Regions from separate parts of the Macaca mulatta genome. Here region 1 is linked to region 2. A link is a contact called in public Hi-C data. All regions are on one chromosome and are shown on one strand. The core of a region is the stretch at or near the end of the contact, and the rest is flanking DNA. Distances in the headings are between cores, read along the strand shown. Region 1 holds the start of CCNF (cyclin F). Region 2 holds the start of ABCA3 (ATP binding cassette subfamily A member 3).

Region 1 (4,479 bases), core at 1,003-3,502, 88 kb before region 2:
ATATGGTAATGGTAATGATATCATCCTTGTTTCCTTTTGCCCCCTTTTTTTTTTTTTTTTTTGAGACAGAGTCTTGCTCTGTTGCCCAGGCTGGAGACTGGAGTGCAGTGGTGAGATCTTGGCTCACTGCTTCAACCTTGAAAATGGTTCAAGCCATTTTCCTGCCTCAGCCTCTCTAGTAGCTGGGATCACAGGCATGAGACACCACGCCTAATTTTTGTATTTTTAGTAGAGACAGATTTCGCCAAGTTGGCCAGGCTGGTCTCGAACTCCTGACCTCAGGTGATCCACCCCCCCCCCTTGGCCTTTCAAAGTGCTGGGATTACAGGTGTGAGCCACCGTGCCCGGCCTCTGCCCGTGACCTCCTTTTTAGTCAAAGTTTTGTTCTGACAGTTAAGAACACAAGGCCTTGATGGTAACAGTGCTAGGGCTCATGCTGTTTTCATCCAGGGACTTACAGCTCGGACAGCCAGGATGTCCTCTACAGAAAGCCATTTCAGGATGTGAAAGAGCACATCTTCAGGGAGACTCAAGATGGTCAGGTTTCGGGGCCTCCTCCTTATTCTTCGCTTTGTAGGATAACAGAAACACTTGGCACACCTACAGTGAACCACTGAAGGAAAAAAAGACAGAAGTGTTGATAAGACGAAAAATTATTCTATATACATACCCTTGAAGGGAAAAAAAAAAGGATAAAAGTTACACCTGAAAATGATCTAATGGTTACGATTCCCTGTGCCACAAAAACGGAACTATGCTTCCTGTCCCAAACAAAGATTATGTAAAAGGAGTGGCATTGCACAAATTACAGAAGAGATCATTCATTTTCAAATATTCAACAAATATTTATGGCAAATAGCGCATATCATGTAACTTGGCTATTGGGAAACTTTCTGATCCAGAGCCCACATGACAGTCAGGAAGGGGAAAAAGCTGCTGAGGCTGATGACCGTTTTCCTTCCATTTCACTCTTAGGAAAACCCCTGGGGCCTTTGCTGGACATCTTTGCTTTTTGCACACATGACCAAGGTGCATAATGTTCAATAAGGATCTGTGGGCTTGTAGAGTCTGGTTTTCAATCCAAATTAGAAGGGTCAGCCCTGGAGAGAAGCCACAGGCTTGGAGGCCGGGGTAGTGTGCGTCCAAGTCAGCTCTGCAGAGTCTCAGTGTGCCCTCCACTGTAGAATGCAGAGTTGACAGCTACGCAGCAAGGTTGTTGCTCAGGTCCCAACACAAACCTAGACCTGTAGGTCTGTCTACAGGTGCAATCGTTAAAGGTGAGACGGGCTCTCCACCCACCAGGCAGGCAGCCCAGCCATGCTTCTCAGATGTGCTCTCTCCTCTTCCCACAGCCGGCTTTTCTAACTCCTACTCCAGCAACCCCTTCCTCACTCTAAGCAGATGACCTTAGCCCTTATTTCATAGAGAAACAGAAGCCCTCAGACAGGAACCTCAGGATCCTGCCTCCCCATCTACAAATCTACCTTTCTATCCATTCTTCCAGTCCTGAAAGGAAACGCCACTCCCCTCTGTGGGCCCAAATCCCTCCCCACCAGGACTTCCTAGCAATTGCTCCTTGCTCCCCTCTCCCGACCCGGGTCTTCCTGTCAGCAATTAAAAGAGCTGCAAAAGCCAAACGTATTCCAGGGCGACGAACTCTCAAAGATTCTATAGAGCTCTCCATAAAATATTCCTCATTCTCCGGCTCCCGGACAGATACTGTGATAATAGCTCAAACTACAGCTCGAGTTTCCTGTGCCTCATCGCGCGCGGGGCCGAACGCTGCTTTCCACAGAGCTAGGTCCACGGCCCCGCTGGACCGAGGCCCAGTCAGGGCCGGGCCGGGCCGCGGGATCGCTTCGACCCCACGCGCTCCGCAGCCCCAACCCCGACCAGGAGGCGCTGGTGTTTGGCTCCCCGGGACCCGATCGCCGCCCCGGGACCCGATCGCCGTCCGAGACCCGATCGCCGCTCCGGCAAAGGGCCGGAAAACGTCGCCCCGAGGGAAGGCGACGAGGGGCTCGGGCGCCCGCCGGGCATTTAAACCGCGCGCCCGGCCGCGGGGGCTCCCTGCGCCGGACGCGACACCCGCCCCGGGTTAAAGAGCTCGAGCCGGCCCTCCTCAGGCCGCCAGGGCCTCCCCTCCCGCGGGACCCACCGTCTGCCCCGCAGGGCAGGCAGAACGGCTGTGGGGCAGAAACCGGCGGGCATCGCCTCCCACTCACCGCCACCGCTCCCCATCGCCGCGCTCGCGTCTCTGTCGCCTGAGCCCGCCTGCGAGCGCGCCCGCGCCCCGGCTGGAGCGCGCGCGGAGCCCTCGCGCAGGCGCAGACCCCGCCCCACCGCCCACCCCAGTTTTCAAACGCGCCCGGCCCTCCCATTGGCCTGCCCGGGGGGGCCGCCGCCTGCCCCGCCCACGTCCCGCCCCGGGCTCGCCTTATTTACCGCCCTCCACGCCCACACTGCCTGCTCCGGGCGCCCGCCATTGGCCGCGCCAGGACGCGAATTCGAACATTGGTCGCTGACTGGTGGAATCCGCGTGGCCGCCCCGCCTCCCCAGCGGGGCTGGGGTCCTGGAGGAACGCGGCTCCCGGCCGGCGCGCAGGGGTTTCTAGGCGTCCTCTCCCGGCCGCATGGGTCCGGGCTTCGCCGCTGACCCCGGCGACTGGCATCTGCGGTGCCCGATGGGCTCCGAAGGCGCATGCCTGCGGCCAGGGGAAAGAGGACTCCTTGGCGTCCCTCGCAGTCGCGGCCGTGATCCAGCCTGGCACAGCCCCGACGTGGCGCTTCTAGAACGAGGCCGTGCCCTGCCCGGGTCCCGGGGTCGGTCCTGGGTCCGCGACCCTCACCCCCAGCCTGCACGGCCATCCTTTCCGCCGCCTGCTTCAGGTGGAGACCCTTGGGTTTGTGGCCGAGCCGCTGCTGGGCGGGGATGCTGGCCCGGATCGTGGTAGGGAAAGAGGAGGTCGGAGCTGGCGCTGGAAGTCTCCCCCGCGGAACGCTGACCCCTTCTTCCCGCGAATCGTGGCGCACCCTGGACGCCTCAGTGCCCCAGCCCCGGGGCAAGCCCTCCCCCTCACTTTGGCCAGATGCTGCCCCCTGTCTCGCCTCCTCGGCTGCTACCTGGTAGCTGCTCGCCGTGCGATCTGTCACATCTGCTCACTCCTGTCTTAGGCAGAGCTCATCCGAGCTGTCCTTCAGGAATCAGCCATACCCCACCCCTTTCACGGCACAGGCTGTCAAGGGGAAGACACGCAGCCTCCTGAGTGTCTGGTGGAGGACAGAGGGGCTTTTCCTGGGGAAGGCAGGGGCCTGGGCCAAGGCTGCCTACCCCTCCCTCACGCTTCCCTCAGTCTGCACCCTTCCATCCTTCTGAGTCCCCATAGAACCCCTTCAAGTACTGGGCCTGCCCTGGGCACACAGACAGGAGCCCTGGTGTGTAGGCTACAGCCAGCCTGGAGCAAGAGACAGAGCAAACAGGTGATCACAGCACAGGGCGCAGAAGAGTCCGTGGCCCCAGAGAGGGCCTGGAAGTTGGGACTATTCCCTGTCCTGGAATCAGGAAGCGGATGAAGGAGGGTGAAGAGAGAACAGGCTGAGCAAGTTTGGGTCCTGCTCCCCAGATGTCTCATGTTCTCAGCTCCCAGATTTCTTATCCCCTCCTCTCACTTTTGTCCTCCTGGGTTACTGTTTCCTACTTTGCCACTGTCTCCCCCTAGGGCAGAGGTGCACTTTCAGGGTTAGCTTCCATAGCATCTTGAAGGGATTAATCAACTAGAACCGGCCATGACCACATTAGCCACACCAGCTGCCTCTAGAATCTAGAACAGCGTCCCTGGTCCCTAGGTTGTTGTTTAGCTCTATCCTGTGCTTTGTGTAGTGATCACTCTCCTTTCAATATGGAGAGGCAAATTTCTTTTTCAGGGAGCAGGAGTTGTCTTGATTGCAGCCATGCCTGCTTTCGGCCCGCACCCTGCACTGGCTGCCCTGGGGTGATGAGTGGCTCCTCCAGGGTGTGGGCCCGTTTCCCATTGGGCTTCAGGAAGGTGAGACCTTGTTGGAAAAGTCTAAACTGTTAGAAGCTCAGGGAAATTCCTGGTGGAATGAGGTGTCAGTTGAAAACGACATGGGTAGTGAGGGGCAGGGAAGAGTAAGGGAAAGTGAAGTAGCTTGGGAGCCTGAGAAATCCCACATTCAGAGAAGGTGGGCCTTCAGTGGAGGCAGAGAGGGGCATGGGAGAAATGACAGCTGGATGTGGGAGCCCAGGGAGTGGCTTTCATCACAGGGGGCAGTCACCTGAAACAAAGACTGAGAAGAAGGTGGGCTGGTGACCATGGGTGTGTGACGCTGTTGTTCTGGGCAAGGGGTGCAGGAAGCATAGACAAGGCTCGTGCATGATACTTTCTGAGTCCTGGCTGAGAAGAGACAGAGACCAGCATCTGCACTTCTCAGAGGGGAGCTGAGGGGCCTGTGGCAAGG
Region 2 (4,734 bases), core at 1,553-4,052:
CCGACCCGACCCTCAGGTGACCCCAACCCTCTCCAGCCCTCCCCGACCCGACCGTCAGGTGACCCCAACCCTCTCCGGACCATCCTCTCAGATGACCACGACCCTCCCCGGACCCTCCCCTCAGGTGGCCCCGATCCCCCTCACTCTCCCCTCAGGTAACCCCGACCCCTCCCAACCCTCCCCTCAGGTGACTCCAACCCTCCACCCCCTCCACCGACCCTCCCCTCAGGTGGCCCCGACCACCCCCCACTCTCCCCTCAGGTAACCCCGACCCCCCACTTTCCCCTCACGTGACCCCGAACCCCCACTCTCCCCTCAGGTGACCCCGACCCCCCACTCTCCCCTCAGGTGACCCCGACCCCCCCACTCTCCCCTCAGGTGACCCCGACCCCCCCACTCTCCCCTCAGGTGACCCCGACCCCCCACTCTCCCCTCAGGTGACCCCGACCCTCCACCGACCCTCCCCTCAGGTGGCCCCGACCCTCCACCGACCCTCCCCTCAGGTGGCCCCGACCAGCCCCCACTCTCCCCTCAGGTGACCCCGAACCCCCCACTCTCCCCTCAGGTGACCCCGAACCCCCCACTCTCCCCTCAGGTGACCCCGACCCCCCCACTCTCCCCTCAGGTGACCCCGACCCCCCCACTCTCCCCTCAGGTGACCCCGACCCCCCCACTCTCCCCTCAGGTGACCCCGACCCCCCCACTCTCCCCTCAGGTGACCCCGACCCCCCCACTCTCCCCTCAGGTGACCCCGACCCTCCACCGACCCTCCCCTCAGGTGGCCCCGACCAGCCCCCACTCTCCCCTCAGGTGACCCCGACCCCCCCACTCTCCCCTCAGGTGACCCCGACCCCCCCACTCTCCCCTCAGGTGACCCCGACCCCCCCACTCTCCCCTCAGGTGACCCCGACCCCCCCACTCTCCCCTCAGGTGACCCCGACCCCCCCACTCTCCCCTCAGGTGACCCCGACCCCCCCACTCTCCCCTCAGGTGGCCCCGACCCTCCCACTCTCCCCTCAGGTGACCCCGACCCCCCCACTCTCCCCTCAGGTGACCCCGACCCCCCCACTCTCCCCTCAGGTGACCCCGACCCCCCCACTCTCCCCTCAGGTGACCCCGACCCCCCCACTCTCCCCTCAGGTGACCCCGACCCCCCACTCTCCCCTCAGGTGACCCCGACCCCCCACTCTCCCCTCAGGTGACCCCGACCCTCCACCGACCCTCCCCTCAGGTGGCCCCGACCCCCCCACTCTCCCCTCAGGTGACCCCGACCCCCCACTCTCCCCTCAGGTGACCCCGACCCTCCACCGACCCTCCCCTCAGGTGACCCCGACCCCCCACTCTCCCCTCAGGTGACCCCGACCCTCCACCGACCCTCCCCTCAGGTGGCCCCGACCAGCCCCCACTCTCCCCTCAGGTGACCCCGACCCCCCCACTCTCCCCTCAGGTGGCCCCGACCCCCCCCTCCCCTCAGGTGACCCTGACCCCCCACTCTCCCCTCAGGTGGCCCCGATCCTCCACCGACCCTCCCCTCAGGTGACCCCGACCCCCCCACTCTCCCGTCAGGTAACCCCGACCCCCCCTCCCCTCAGGTGACCCCGACCGTCCCCGGACCCTCCCCTCAGGTGGCCCCGACCCCCCCACGCTCCCCTCAGGTGGCCCCAACCAGCCCCCACTCTCCCCTCAGGTGACCCCGACCCCCCACTCTCCCCTCAGGTGGCCCCGACCCCCCTCCCCTCAGGTGACCCCGACCCCCCACTCTCCCCTCAGGTGGCCCCGACCCTCCACCGACCCTCCCCTCAGGTGACCCCGACCCCCCCACTCTCCCGTCAGGTAACCCCGACCCCCCCATTCTCCCCTCAGGTGACCCCGACCCCCCACTGTCCCCTCAGGTGACCCCGAACCCCCACTCTCCCGTCAGGTAACCCCGACCCCCCCACTCTCCCCTCAGGTGACCCCGACCCCCCCTCCCCTCAGGTGACCCCGACCGTCCCCGGACCCTCCCCTCAGGTGGCCCCGACCCCCCCACGCTCCCCTCAGGTGGCCCCAACCAGCCCCCACTCTCCCCTCAGGTGGCTCCGACCCCCCCCTCAGGTAACCCCGACCGTCCCCGGACCCTCCTCACAGGCGGCCCCGCCCCACCCTGGACCCTCCCGCCAGGTGACTCCGACAAGGCCTGGTCCCTCCTGCCTGAGGTGACTCCTACCCGGCTGGCGACCCCCGAAGCCTCCCTCGCTCCTCAACTGAGGGCGACTCCGCCCATCCTGGGACACTGCGTCTTTTCCTGTAAACTCGACGCCTGCCCCGACGGCCGAATTCCAGAAGGTTCCTTGCCGCCGCCTCGCTTTCGGTCGTGCCTCAGCGCCCGGCCAGAGGCGGGGAAGCGCTTCCCTCGGTGCCAGGAGTGACGAGGGCCCAAGGAAAGAGTGCATAAGGAGAAATAGAGAAAGGGCCAAAGTCAAATTTCCAGATGTGAAGACTTCCACCGCTGTGAACCGCACGTGCGCACAGCCATTCCTGTCAGAGCCGCCGCGCCCTCGCTCGGCTACCGCCGCTGCGCGCCCCCTGCTGGACATAGGCGCTGGCACAGGGCAGTGGGCAGGCACGGGCTGCCGCGCGGCCGGGTGCGAACCGCGTCCTCGCAGGGTGGCCGACTGCGCACGCGCAATCCAGCGCGCCCTCTGCCGGGCAAGGGCGAGATGCACGGGGCACTGCGCAGGCGCGGGGTTGGGCTGGCCGGAGCGGCCGAGGCGGCCGGGGGTGGACCGGGCACCTGCAGGGGCGGCCGACTGCGCACGCGCGAGCCGCCGCGCCCCCTGCTGGAGCCGGAACGGCCGGTGCGTCCGCCAGTCGCGGGTCGCAGACGCCCCCTCCCCTCCAGGGCGGCCACGCAGCTGTCAGTGCTTCCGCCACTGCGAGGCTGGAGCAGAGCCCGGGTGGCCGAGGGAGGGGACCCCGCGAGAGGTCCGCGCGCCGGCCGCCGCCACCCCGGCGCCCAGGCTCGGTGAGTGCCGCCGGGACCCGCCGCTCGCGCGCTTGTTCCCGGGGCTTGCGGTCCCCACCCGGGTCCGCCCTTCCCACCCTCGCTGGCCAGCTTGGGCCTCGGGCCGCCCCCAGCTCTGGCCTGGGCTGCGGGCCCCTCCCGCGACCCCGCATCCCCGCCGGCCGCGCCCGCCCCTCCCGCCGCGGCCTCGGCTCCCGGCGCTCCCTGCAGGTGCCGCTCCCGCAGCGTCGGCTCCCATCCGAGCCTTGGGCGTGTCCCGCACTGCGGGCAGTGCCGGAGCCCGCGCCGCGCGGGGAAGCTCAACCCTGCCGAGACTCGGCACGGCCCAGGCCCTCTGTGTGCGCCCAGGAGGTGGATGTGTAGCGCCCGACAGCCCCGGGCCCGAGGGATGCAGGCGTCCACCGCGCACCTGCGGAGATGGCGCCGCTTCCCTGTCGCGGGGAGGCCGGGCGCGCGGTGGCAAAGCCGCCCGGGTTGGATTCCGCCTGCTCCCACCCCCTCGTTCCGAGGAACCTCCGAATCCGAATGCAAGGCGCTTCCGAATCCGAATCCAAGGCCCACAGTCCGCGGTGGGCGTTTGCCGCGCCCTCCGCTGTGTGGGGGCGGGGAAGGGGAGCCGCTAGTCCAGGCGGAGGGGCCTGTGGCAGTCGCTGAGGCCGAGTTCTTGGTGCCCTCCGTCATCGCGTCCGTGTGTCTTGGCTCTGTTCCAAGCCGGCTTCACGCTTCAGGAGGGCCGGGACGACCTTATGGTCACGGGCGTGGGGAAGGCGCTTGGTGTCTGTCGCACGGATGAAGCCATGTCCTCGGGGGTAATTGCCGCTTGTTCGCCGGGTTACGTCCTGGACAGTGCACTCCGGGAAGGCATGGATTGGATCTTGTTGGGGTTTGTGTTCCTGGAACTCCCGAAATGCCCGCTGAGTGAGTAGCTAGACCCCGCGACAGCATGGAGCCAGGCAGGGTGCGCGTGGGAGAGGTGCACTCTTCTCCCGGGCGCCCTGTCATTTTATTCAGATAGTCTGGGTGCTGCCTTTTGTAAACTTGAAAAGACTAAGACTGTTTTAGAAAGTTTGCCTCTTGGGAAATGTAAGAGAAAGGGAAAAATAGATAAAAATGGATGTCATGGGAATCTCCCCACACTTTTATTTTTAACTTCTTAGAGAATTTTTCTTTTAAATTGAACCTTTGCTAACTCTGTCTGACAAACAGGACGACGCCTCTCTCTTCCTAAGGTAACTTACCACCATTCTGACCAGACAGCTCTTTTGAAACAGGAGAGGGTAGCACGAGTTGTTTCTAAAAAGAGGTTAGCCTTCCATCTGCATGAGCCAGGCTGACTCACGGGAACCCATTTTGACTTAGTCTCAACTGGGAAGGCCCAGGTAAGATCCCTGGTTTGCCGTTTCTTCCCCAGCCCTGCTTCCGGAGACTGTGGAGTCTATTGAAGGGAAGCATTCTGGAACTCTGGGAACGGCCCTGACGGGGAAGGCCCTGTGCACAGTTGAAAGATGAATTGGAGGCCAGGCTCAGTGGCTCACACCTGTAATCCTAGCACTTTGGGAGGCAGAGGCGAGCGGATCACTTGAGGTCAGGAGTTGGAGACTAGCCTGGCCAGCATGGCGAAACCCCGTCTTTACCAAAAATATAAAAAATTAGCCGGGCGTGGTAGCACGTGCCTGTAATCCCAGCTACTCAGGAGGCTGAGGCAGAAGAATCGCTTGAACAGAGGTTAC

What was found. A called contact is a pair of places that touch in the nucleus more often than the background predicts.
Region 1: a contact with region 2 is called in a Hi-C map of blood, with 5 times the contacts expected there. The contact joins the promoter of CCNF here to the promoter of ABCA3 in region 2. A contact is called at or near these places in 5 of 14 Hi-C or Micro-C datasets (blood, fetal cortex germinal zone, fetal cortical plate and 2 more).

What each region holds. Positions count from the first base shown.
Region 1 is chr20:3,660,134-3,664,612 of T2T-MMU8v2.0, reverse strand. It overlaps CCNF (cyclin F), which reads right to left and starts at 2,252. Exons shown (of 17, transcript NM_001265915.1): 1 at 2,226-2,252; 2 at 459-613. The coding sequence starts at 2,241.
Region 2 is chr20:3,572,285-3,577,018 of T2T-MMU8v2.0, reverse strand. ABCA3 (ATP binding cassette subfamily A member 3) reads left to right here and starts at 2,802. Exons shown (of 33, transcript XR_013411320.1): 1 at 2,802-3,004. It overlaps LOC106994913, which reads right to left and starts at 3,685. Exons shown (of 4, transcript XM_077985248.1): 1 at 2,207-3,685. The coding sequence starts at 3,685. The coding sequence ends at 2,546.